Linked DNA regions of Mus musculus: region 2 is linked to region 1. A link is a contact called in public Hi-C data. All regions are on one chromosome and are shown on one strand. Each heading gives the region's core, a stretch centred on a gene start, on an enhancer-like site or on the middle of the called end of the contact. The rest is flanking DNA. Distances are from core to core; before and after follow the strand shown. Region 1 has its middle 120 kb from the start of Gm42299. Region 2 overlaps Ptprd (protein tyrosine phosphatase, receptor type, D).

Region 1 (6,180 bases), core at 996-3,495:
ATAGTAGGGTCCAATTCTCATTTGAAATTTGTTTTTTTTTTTCTACCTAGGACAAACCTTTACATATGACCACTATAGCACAGTAACCTGAGCTCATCACTGCCTGTAATTATCTCAGACACAGTTTTGAATGGCTAATACTTCAGTAGCCCACATTATCCAAGGAAATAATTCCAATAAGAAAATAGTCTGCATCCATTAGTTTCCCAGCATACTTATAATGAATATGAGCATATCTTTGTTATTAGTTACTTTTTCTATCATTGTAATAAAATACCTCGACAAAATTAGCTTAAGGCAGAAAGGTTTTACCTGGGTTTACAGTTTGAAGGGATTCATTTCATCATCATAGAGAAGTCATAGCAATAGGAGCTTGAGACAGCTGATCACACTTTTATTTAAGTCATAACATTTGTCTTTATTTCCTTTTTGAATAATCTACAAGTATTATCCGTAAGTGCTGTTTCCTGATCAAGGAAGTAAAAGTGAAAAGGGAGAATGAACTAATAGTTTTGATAAGAACTTAGAAAAATCAGGTTTATGTGTGACACTCCTCTAAGACAACAAAGGCTAAAACAACAACATTGTAATATCCTTTCTGGTGGGGAATGTTTGCTCAACTTAAGCGTTGTAAGGAAATCTTCCTCTCTCACTGTCAGTGCTCACGTTGCTTCTTCTCTCTGAACTTTGTTTATTTTTATTTAAAAAAAAAACAGCTCTCACAATAAAGATTTTTATTTTCCTCCAGGATATTTTAATCCATTTGCATGGGGAATAGTGCCTAGAAAACCATTGGCAATTAAATTATAATGCAAGGAAAGTATCAGAAAACCTCAATCTTTTATGGTTTCATATTGTTCATCTTAACTACCTCATGGTGTCTGGGATTTGCCATAAATATATGCTCTATTGCATAATTGTGGGACACCTAAAAGGTCCTGAAATGGTGGTTTGAAATGGAAAGAGAATGATAGAGTGGGAGCCATGGGAAATATGCATATGGAATGATAAGTTTATCATTCCAGCAGTCCAGTGCCTCAAAGTCCTATACCACCATCCACACCCCAAGACCCCTTTATGCTTTTTGCATATGAGTAGGTAATATTTTTCAATTTCACTTCTTATACTTTTTAATGAATATTTTGTTATTTTGTATTTTATCTTATGTATTCATTAATATTTTATACATGAATGCAGTGTATTCATATCCAACCTGTTTCCCCCAAATGAGAACTCCCATTTCCCCATCTCAAACCTCCTGTATTTCCATGTACATCTCTTCATTTCCTCTTCTTCCTTCTTTCCTCTTTCTCATTTCCTTCTCTCCTCTTTCCTTTCCTCTCCCACCTCCCTAGTTCCTAAATCCAGCATCAATCTTTTTAGCTGTCATTTCTCCTTTACCTCTGTAACCCCCAAATTTACAAAACAGTGACTTTTGACTCCCCAGGCTTCTACTGTTGTGGCTTCTTTGACTCTTAATTCCTTCCTGATTCCCAAATACAGATTGTGAAGGTTAGATCTTCACCATATGAAATTTATGGAGACATTTGTTATACAACAATATATGCAGACAACATCTTCAGACACAAGTATTAGAAGCAAGCAATTTTCTAAGAATTACTGAGAAAGGCACTAGGTGCTGCTGTGCCTGGGAGTTGATGTGGTGTTATGGAGGGATGCTGATGAAATTCAAAACTCTCCTTGTATTTCTGTTTATGAACATGTATACTTTGTTTCCCTTTATTTAGCCACATTTCAGACTCAATTAAACTAATCCATGATTTGATATATCAGCTGCCAATTTTGTTATTCTTCTACTTATTGTTGGCGTACCTTGTTAGATATGGTATTTAAATACAAAACAAAACAGACATGTTTGGAATGGTACATAGTGACATTAGTCCCCAGCCTGCTCTGAACATTTATTCAGAGTGTAGTCCCCTCCCATTCCATTTTCCCTACATCTCTGGCCATGGAACTATTCTCAACTCAGTGTGACTGGGGGATCCTTAGATGGCAGAAGGACACTCGTTTTATGTACCACAGAACTGTTTCTTTGCCTCTTTCCACTAGTCCCAACAGAAAATGCTAATGTCCTCCTGGCAGAAGTGGAACACAGGCAGAGTGCGAGGCATTGCAGTTTTACCAGACAGAGCCAGAAAATAATCTGGTAGGCCTAGTGTGAGTTCTAGGTACCTGGGGCCTCACCAAATGGTAGTCCTATTTTCCCTCTGACTTCTGTGCCTGGTCCACATGGCCTGGCTTTATGCCTCTGCTTCCTGCTGAGACTTGAGCTGTTCACTGAGTTCCAGCACTGTGGACACAGGCTTTTCACGTTGCTCTGCTCCTCAAAGACCTTTCCCCTGGAGAGAAGAAAAATGCTCCAAGTTCTTGCTCTCCCTCCTTCCTTGCTGTTGGCATTTGCTGACTTCCCCACAACTGGCTCCACTCCTGTCTGAACACAGACTCCCAGAGGAGTATCAACCATGCTGTCTTAAATACATCCCGGTGGGAGAAAGTAGCTGAGCCAACATGTTCCGTTTCATCTGTCAGCATGCAGGAAGGGAGCAGAGAGTGTTCTTATCCCCTTCAAGTGTTGTGTAACCACAATCTGTGACAAATTTCACACAGAAAAGGAATCTGAAACTCATGTGAAAGGCTGAGACAAAACTCAATGGGATAATTTTGCATCCCTTAATTCTACACTACTTACCATATTCCTGATGTACAGGATGCAAATTGTTACGATACATTCTCATTTCACATATTTTTCCACTTCAACTTAAGTCTCACCACTCCTATATAACAATTAACATATCAGTTACTCACTATAGCAAACCTGTATTCAGAGGCCAAGAAGGGAGAGCCACATGGCTAGTTTTAACCTTCCATTTAACATAAGCCACTTTGTGTGTCTAATTGTAGACCCAAGACCTTTACCAGTCTTTTTCAAATAGTTCTTAATATTTGAAGATCATTATGTTACATTCTCTGGTTTTCTTTCTTTGTTGTTAAACCAAACATTTTTTATGGAAATAAATTGTTTTCATTGGCTATATTATTCTCCCTACTCCCAAATGTTGCCAGATTCTCCCCACATTCCCAACCACCCAATCACCCACACCATTTGTTTCTGTCTTTTTAAAGAAAACAAATTAACAAACCACAAGAAACACACATCATACACAGATACGCACCACAAAAGCACAAAATCAGAAACCAAATTTTACAAGCAAAAGCATAAGAACAACACTCAAACCAAGCAAGGTACATGACACATAAAGTCCACAAATATTATTGAATTCATTTTGTGTTAGTCATCTACTTCTGAGGATGAGACCTACCCTAAAGTGTAGTAAATATATCCCATGAGACTCCATTAGAGAAGACCAATGTTCCCTTTGCATGAAGGGACCGATTGCAGAGAACTTTTGGGGTAGGGGTGGGAACCTAGGTCTGCTTCTCCTTTGCAGCATTTGGATCCTGTCTGGTTTGAATCTATGCATGCTGCCAAGGTCCATGTGAGATCACAGGGATATTAGGCCTATTGTGGCTGGAAGTATCCTTAGTATAATCTATCCTTGTTGGCTTTTATTCCTAAGAGTAGCCTTACATGCTTCCTCTTCCACATAAGTCCCCAAGCCTTGAGGGGAGGGTTTGATGAAGACATTCCACTTATGACTTAGTGCACCAATATCTCTCATCCTGCACATTGTCTATTTGTTGGTTTTAGTTTTAGTTTCTGGGGATTTTCAATGGAAAAAGTGTGGGAGTACAAGCCTATGACTATAACATGGAACAGAGATACAGAAGAGGGCTATGAACAGAGATTTATGAGAAATGAGACTTTAGAGAAAAACCCTTCAAAAAAGGTTTTTTTAACCCTAGCTAGTGAAATCTTAGATGGCAATATTTAAAAACTTCTGATGTGATCCAGGCTCCCAATGAATGGCCTTGCCTTTTCTGAATGTGGGTTGTCTATGCACAGCAACACAACATTTCCAGAAAGGCTTATACCAAGAATTTACAACATGCTGTGGAAATTGTGCAGTGGTAAGAAAATAGAATCTGGTAAAGTAGGTGTGACCAAAACAGGTTTACTTTTCAATGGAAGAGCCTATGCACTCCTGCATGCATGATTGTTTAGTTTTCATCCTGAAATCTCAAGAGGTTCCTTTGACATGTGAATCCAAAATGGGAGCATAAAAGTTGTTCAGTGTCCTCTGGAGTCAGAATTGTTTTCTCATCTGTCTTTTGTCCCTGTTCAGACTTGCATGAATTACTTCTTCCAAACTGTTAAAATTTTATTTTAACCATCAGTTAACAGAAGCAACAGTAAAGACTTGATCTTTTTCAATTCATTGGTCACATGTGTATATATGTGTGTGTGTATGTGTGTGTGTATTATATGAATGTGTATACGGATTCATGTGTTTGCTCTTCATATATCCACTAGTCTTATTGTAATTTATACTCAAACTATAAATATTGAAAAATCACAGAAGCATACTATGTCTTAACTGTTCAATCATAATCACACTCTAACGCAGGTACTGCTCATACTCCTTTTTTATGCATTATCACATTAAGGCTTAGGAAAGTAAATTGACAACGCATTCAGTAAGTGATAGAGCAATCTTCAAATTACCTTAGTATTTGAGAAATTTATCTATCCTATTTAATTGAAGGTAACAAACTCTGCTATTAAATTTTGATTTTCAGTGAAAACTGGGGATGGAATTTTATACTTGCTTTTAAACAGTGCATGCATTATTAGATGCATGTTAATATATTCTTTGGTATACTTATAATGATCATGTTTCATGGCAGAGAGGGGTCTATTTTACTTCTTAATTGAAGGTTCATTTACAGTATTCCAGAATATCATGGCAGGGTCTGAATATACTGACAGAGAAACTCAAAGCGTGCCATCCCTAAATAGCAGTTTCCTTTTCTTTAAACTTTACTTTTTAATTGAGTTAAAACATATTTGTTGTTCTTGTGACTTTTAATGTACACATAGTTTAGGTTAATCTCTCCACATTTATCATTCTTTCCCATTTCTATGCCCATCCTTCTCACTTGAAACTTCCACCGCTAGTACTTACTCTTCCATTTCCATGTTTTTAATACCTGTAATCACCCTAGTTAATGACTCTTTTCCATTCTCAGTGGCCCCTTTCTAGTTTCCTGGACTCCATATATACTTACTGCCACATAACTATACATATATAAAAATTAAGAGGTATGATCTATATATAATAATCAGGTGGTTTTCTTTACTGTGCCTGGGTTGAATTATTTAATATATTTTCCAGTTCCATAATTTTTTCCTGTAGATTGTAAATTTAATTTTTCTTTGTGGCTGAATAAATTTCACTTTATAGGTGAAATGTATTTTCATCATCCTTTTATCTGTTGATGGGCATCTAAGTTCTTTCTATTTCTTTGAAATGTAAGTAAAACAACAATAAACATCTATGTACAGGTATCTCTGTGGTAGAGTTTGAGGTCCTTTGGGTATATGCGAAGGAGTGATAGAGCTTGGCCATATGGAAAGAAATTTTCCTTTAGCTTTTGTGTTTTGAAAATAATGTTTTATTTGAGAATTTCATACATAAGTAAACTGTATTTACATAATTTTCACTTCTGCTTCCTCCCTCAAACACTTCCTGTGTGTCCTCATCAGCCACTTGAAAGTCATAACTCTTTCTGCTGTATTTAGTTGATTGTGTGTGTGTGTGTGTGTGTGTGTGTGTGTGCACGCGCGCACGTATGTGCCCACTTAAGACTGGGGCCTTGTCCTTGATAAACAATAACAAAATAGTGAGAAACTTATTCTTCCTTCTTTTGGCAGCCACTGCCTGTTTGCAGGATTTTTATTTAGGGATGGGGCCTAACCATAAAGTTGGAAGTTGCTGAGAGCAACATACCTATATTTTCCAGAAGAAACAATCACACAACACTTGTTCTGCTCCTTGGGCTCATAAATGGTTTCATCCCATCTTCCATGACATTTCCTGAGCCCTGGGTGTAGGGGTTGTATTATAGATATTCCATTTGTGTCTGAAAATGCCACAGTCATTTATTTGGCTCATTTTGGCTAGATACAGATCTCTCAAATAGTCTCTGCCTTTTTTTGTTTGTTTGTTTGTTTTGTTTTTTAGTAAGCTTCCTTGA
Region 2 (6,018 bases), core at 1,344-3,843, 970 kb before region 1:
TCTTTTCCTCAAAGATCCAGTTTCAAGAGCGGTGATGGATGGTGGTGCCTGTAGCCAGTTGTGGGGTTTGCTCTGAGGTCAAATGTGTTGATGGAAGATAGGAATTTACTTACTGCATTCTGTCTTTCCCTAAGACCCACCAGCACAGTTCCACAGGAAGAAATGAGACTAGCCACATCAAATACCGACACAGTGTCCTATTATAGGTCAAAAGACATTTGTTTAGTGTTTACCATACGATTATTTTCCATCCTCCCCAGCGTTCACTACAACGAAATATTGAATGGCACTAATCATTTCTTTTTTCACACATAGGCCCTCAACTCCCTGGGAAACATATCTCCTCCATGTTGTATTTTAATCGACATATTCTTAAAGGTTTTTAAAGGGGGGGACCTTACCAATTCATTCTTCTCTGGTTGAAATGGTTCAGTCTGATTCCTCAGATCTGTTTTTATACCTTAGTCTAATCTTTCTCATGATTTTTTGACTAGCAGGGAATAATAACCTAGAAATACCTTAAATACTCCAAATCTACTTACTGTTCATGTAATCAGTTTTATTTATTTTTCCTTGGAGGATTATAGTAGTTCCCGACAAGAAAAAAAATGTTGAAAACAACTTCTATCGGAGGCTCCCACGGGTGGGTACTGCTCTGAGCTCTTTCCTTGATTCTTGCTTTCTTCTCTTCATGGATTCTCCTTTCCTGTGATGTTCAGGCCTCCTAGCTTCCATCTCTATTATAAACTCTTTGAATATTGATTAATCTTCTCAGATTCTCCTCTGCTGTCTCCTGGGATATTCCTGTCAAGTTAGCATAGAACCAACAGTTTCTGCATAGATTACCCTGAAAGTAGATTTCATAGCACTCCTCAAGTACCTATCCTAAATTTCTATCAGCTGGACGGATCGTTGTCAATAAAAGGCTTTCCTGAATCACGAGCTCTGAATAATAAACTCTAAATAATATCTCCCATACAGTATTTGTAGTCATTTTCCTTCACACCACACCTCATCTGATTTAGCCCTCCGGAAGGAAATTTGGTGTCATCCTTTGCACCTATCTTCTTCCCTTCTTGTTATCCAGTTCTGTAGTTCTATTCCTGGAATTTCTTTATTGTATGGCTTCCTTTCCCTTTCTGACTTTACCATGTGCTTGGATGTTCTGCAGCCCATAAATAGCTTTCCATGTTGTCTTAGTGTTTTCTCTCTCTTCTTTTCTGAAATGTGGCATTTTCTTTTCCCCTTGTCTATACAATCAAGAGCAAACTCCCCATCAACAGCTGACACAGTCCTCTGCAGGCTGACTGTAATTTGCATGTCCTGCCAGCTTTCTCACTCAGAGCCCCAAGGTGACCTGTTTTTGAGCAAGAGCAGATCCTGAACTATCTTGGGAGTGTCTGCCGTGGGATTTTCTGCTTCTCAGATATGATTCCAAGAATCCCTCTTTCCTCTATGTCTATTGTATCAATTTGTGATCATTGAAGTCTTTCTAAGTGTTGTCTAACCAACTAATGCCCAACTCACTTACTCTGTCTTTTTCTTTGGATTGAATGGAACTAAGGATTTGAATTTGAGTTGTATTTAATTTAAATCATGAATGTAAAGAATAAATTCATCATAAGCCAAAGGTGCTCAGTCTCTGGGTTGCAACCCCCATAAAGGTCCCGTATCAGATTACCATATATATTGGATATTTACATGAACATTCATTATAGTAGCAGAATTACAGTGATTAAATAATTTTGTAATGGGGAGGGGCACCACAACATGAGGAACTGTATTCAACGGTCACAGAATTAGGGAGGTTGAGAACCACTGTAAATATATGCCTATGATGATAAGCTGGAGGTACAGGAGATATAGCTTAGTGGCAGCCTAAGTTATGTGGATGCCCTAGGCTGAGTCCCTTGAAAAAACTTGGGACTCTTGAGAAAGAATTCAGCATTCCTCTTTGGAGAAAACTTCCATTAGTATTGTTGATATTGATCACTAATGATAGTGATCACCGTGTTTTCGTGGTCATGTTAGTGGTAGTTGCTGTTAGTGGTAGTTGATAAAATGTACTGAGTACTTACTGCGGTGCTAGACATTCTGTTTGGTTCCTTCCTTTCAGTATTACATCTAATCCCTAAACTAATATTATGTATATTAAATGCTCATTAATTAGTATTTCTATGTTACAGTTTCAGAGGAAGAAAAACTGTTTAGGACTGAGCTCAAGATTGAGAGCTCAAGGTATTATGAGGGCCAGAATTATGTCAGGCAGTGTAAGCAACTAAACTATCTGTTTCACACTTAAGCTCCTCTTTCTTGTGTACAAAAAAAAAAGAAAACCAAAAAAACAAAAAAAAATCAAAAATCAAAACAAAAAAACAAAAGAACAAAACAGAACAAAAAACAAAAGTTAAAAAATATATCTCACACATGGCAAGCAAGTTCAGTTTCTTTGGCACACATTTATGAAAAATATAAGCATCTGTAGGGTCTCTCTGCCCATTCTGAAGAGTCTCTTCCTTATTCTACTGAGAAACACTCTTCCCTACAGGGGTTTGGGCAGTTGACCTTTGGCTGTTGTTGCTTTCCAGCTCTGCTATGTGGGGTTTCCAAGGCAGTGACGAGAGTTGGACTCAGTCCTGGATATGGTTAGGTGAAGGATCTGTACCAAAAATGATTTTAAAGTAATAAAACCTGGCACTTTCATACTACCCACTAGGAATCAAAAGCATTTTTATAAAGCGAAGTATAAATCAAGCAGGAATCTCCAAAGAGCAGCCTCCCTTCAAAGAGGTGGAGCTCTGCCAAGGGGGTGGCGCATACCTGCTCTGCTTGCTGGCAGCCAGCCTACTGCACGGTTATCTGGGAACTTTCGTCCGTTAGAATGGCTTCTAAAATATTTGCATTTACTGCTCTCTTGATAATTTTATTATCAATAACAGATGGGCAAGTTGATTATTTTTTTTCTCCATTTAACCTATTTTATAGGAGCTTATTAGGGACTGTTTTGGGGTAGGGAGTGGAATAATGTTTCAGATAACTATTTCTGACTAATTATGGTTTTCTAAAGAATAAAATTCAGGATGGTATATTTGTGTGATGCTTTGGATAATTATTTGTTTTCTTGACAGCAGGGCACCCTGAAGTTTTAAATCAGACATGGTACATAAAGTCACATGGAGAATGCTTTTCTTCTTTTATGAGCTTTTTTGTGTCTTAACATTTAAGTCCTTTGGGTCCAAGTTTCCAAAATGTTTCTCACAATGCAAACACTGGGTTATTTAGCCACAAACTTTTCTATAAATTAATCTATTAACCATAACCTCTAGGAAGGATGGGGCAGCACTATTTTCTTTGTGCTGAGAACGTATCCACATTTTGGTTCGTAATAAACGTCTTTACATAAAAATACTTAAAAAATACTTAGAAATTGAGAGTAGCAAATTTAACAAATCTCATATGCTTGCTTAGTTACTACTTTTAAGCAATGGTGGCCTAAATATATGTGAGTATGACTTTGTTTTCCAGGTGCAACCTGAAACTGATGAAATTTTTTTTAACAAATAAAAAAAAGTTTAGAAGAAAAACTGAGTTTAGCATTTGATTTTAAAGTCCATAATTTAGACTATTTTCTCTTGAATCTTCTCTGTTTATCTTGGTGGTACTGGAATAAGTACTAGCCTCTTTCTAGACTTCTTCTGTCTGCACAGTCCAGCATCCTTTCTTTGCTTGAGCTGCAGCTTCTTATGTGCCTTTGACTACCTTTGCTTTTTGGTTCTGTAGTCAGCTTGACCTTTAACAAACCCCAAGAAAATGCTTGTATTGATATTCAGAAACTATCACCTTGTGTGGGTAACATGTGCTGAGATTTTTTTCCCCCACAGTTATGTAGCACCTTTGTTGTTGTTTGAGACAGGCTCTCCTGTATCCCAGGCTGGTTTTTAACTGGCTCAGCAGCTGAGGATGGCGTTGACCTCTTGAGCCTCCCGCCTGTACCTCTTGAGTGCTAGAATTAAGGGAAGTGTCACTACACTTAATTTTTGTAGTTAATAAGTGATGTTTAAAAATAATTCTTATAATGAAAGTATGCAATCCCTGATTTCAAGCAACAGTTGTCTAAGCTGATTTGGATTGAACTTTCATTATTATCTAGAACATACTTGAATTTGGCTTCTGTTACCCCTGTTTGCAAACCTTGAAAAAATACTTAAACAAAGCCACCTGATTCTTGGTGTCCTTTCAAACCCTTTTGTCTTGCTCCCTTACCATCCACAGTCATTTCCTCTTTCCCCTTACTCATCTCGAAAGACACATATTATAGCTTTGCCAAAGTCTTTGCAGTTCCCAGTGTCCCTTTGGGACTTTTCTATAATCTTGAACAGTCTCTGTTCCCACTTGAATGCTCTCTCATTCATTTTCCAAGGCATACAGAAAAATCAGAGATGAGTTAGTTCACGGTCCAAATATTACATGTTTAGGGTCTCCAGTTTATGAGCATATTGTTGACTCCTTTGCAATATTTAATTTATTTTGTTTGAAAAGGTTCCACTTACCTAGTTGGTTACTAAACCACGACAAAGCCAAATCTGAGTAGACTGTGTGTATCCAGTCATATGCCACTAGACAAGACAAATCTGCCTTTACATCTGGCTGTGGTAAGAATTCCCAGATGCACTTAATTCTGACACATGGTCATTATTGAACCAAAAGCCATCGCTTGGCATGGTTATAGCTCTTATTTGTTTTCATTTTAAGGGGCTTCATCCAGGCTGCCAAATATACAACAGGTGCCTTGGTTTTATACTTGCCAATCTGTTGTTATTCAAATGACCGTCCTAACAGAGACTAATGGCATCTAATAAAATGATCTCAGTTCTGGCAAGCCAGGCTTCCAAGAGCAAGGGCAGTAGGAATGCATAGGCCTCACACATAGGCCCCTTGTTTATCTTGAACCACGGACATTTTCTCAAGCTTGGTGTTTCTTGAACACTAGGATTTGTAGCATCAGTCTTATTTGAGATGGACTGGCTGGGTAGTATGGCAAACAGGCTAGATGCTCCAGCTTATTAGTGAATGGCCATGTCATGACTGTAAGGCAGAGCCAGACAGTCTGTTCACGCCAAACAGCTGGCATGTGAGACGGCTTGTATTTCCTCTTGTTAGAAATTTGCCACACTGATTCCATAAGGATGTGGGAAGACAGGCCTGCTACCGGAGATAGCTAATTTGCAAATAGGAAGTGATGACTGGATGTTAGAGTCAAATAATGTATGCAACTTCGGTGTTATACATTTAAAACATTAATAATGAATAGAATGTTATTGCTATTGCTAAAAGCAATAGCTTTTGACATCTGGCCATGCATACTTTTCAAAATTGTGGGTAATAGATGACATAGGTTGGAATTGGGTCTCATGGGAGGGTGCAGATATGCATGAACATGGCAGAGATTTCTGAGATCTTATTTAATTCTTAAACTCTGTTGCGCTCCTATTGAGAATTCATCTTCTAATGAATTGCCCACAGCAGTGTGCAAGATGCTAAGCGGTTGTCAGGGTGAGGGAAACACTGCCCATTGTGGTTTGCACTAACAGAGTTTTGTAAAACTTGAGTTGCTTCATCCTAACCTCCAATTGGAGATCTCTGTGCTGTCTGTTGGGGAAAAGGGTTTTGCTAAATCACGATCGTGGTGATTCATAAAGTAAGAAATGGGGAGCCTGATCTTTGCTATATACATAGCCACTCTTCGCTTTCACTTCTTCCACAGTTAACTGAGCACATGTGGCTTCCTGTGACCCAGTATATAGCATAGATCTTAGGTTAGGACTTGCCTATTATTGGACTATCTTTTTGTATTATTTATGCCCATTCTATTTGAAAAAGGATTTGTGGCAGCTATTAAATCATACGCTTCATTATCTTTAATAAATCACTTTGGTAGAATAGACAGTGGCTTATTGTACAGATGGTTAGTTTCTATGAGAAATGTTTAAAATATGCATCTTCTTGGACTCACATTGA

The links. Hi-C and Micro-C count contacts between places; a contact is called where the count stands out from the background.
Region 2: a contact with region 1 is called in a Hi-C map of cerebellum, with 2.5 times the contacts expected there. The contact joins two enhancer-like sites. A contact is called at or near these places in 3 of 484 Hi-C or Micro-C datasets (cerebellar granule neurons and cerebellum) and 1 of 115 datasets of contacts at active chromatin or transcription factors (embryonic forebrain).

The regions. Positions count from the first base shown.
Region 1 is chr4:75,463,301-75,469,480 of GRCm38.p6, reverse strand. No RefSeq gene overlaps it. Among named protein-coding and RNA genes, the nearest start is that of Gm42299, 120 kb to the left of the region's middle. Within about 2 kb of position 2,245, at least 9 of the 459 cell types and tissues checked have an H3K27ac peak or open chromatin away from gene starts, as enhancers often do. A contact at or near this core is called in cerebellar granule neurons and cerebellum, where this site is marked.
Region 2 is chr4:76,437,781-76,443,798 of GRCm38.p6, reverse strand. The region is part of intron 10 of Ptprd (protein tyrosine phosphatase, receptor type, D); the gene reads left to right. Among named protein-coding and RNA genes, the nearest start is that of Gm42303, 10 kb to the left of the region's middle. Within about 2 kb of position 2,593, at least 22 of the 459 cell types and tissues checked have an H3K27ac peak or open chromatin away from gene starts, as enhancers often do. A contact at or near this core is called in cerebellar granule neurons and cerebellum, where this site is marked.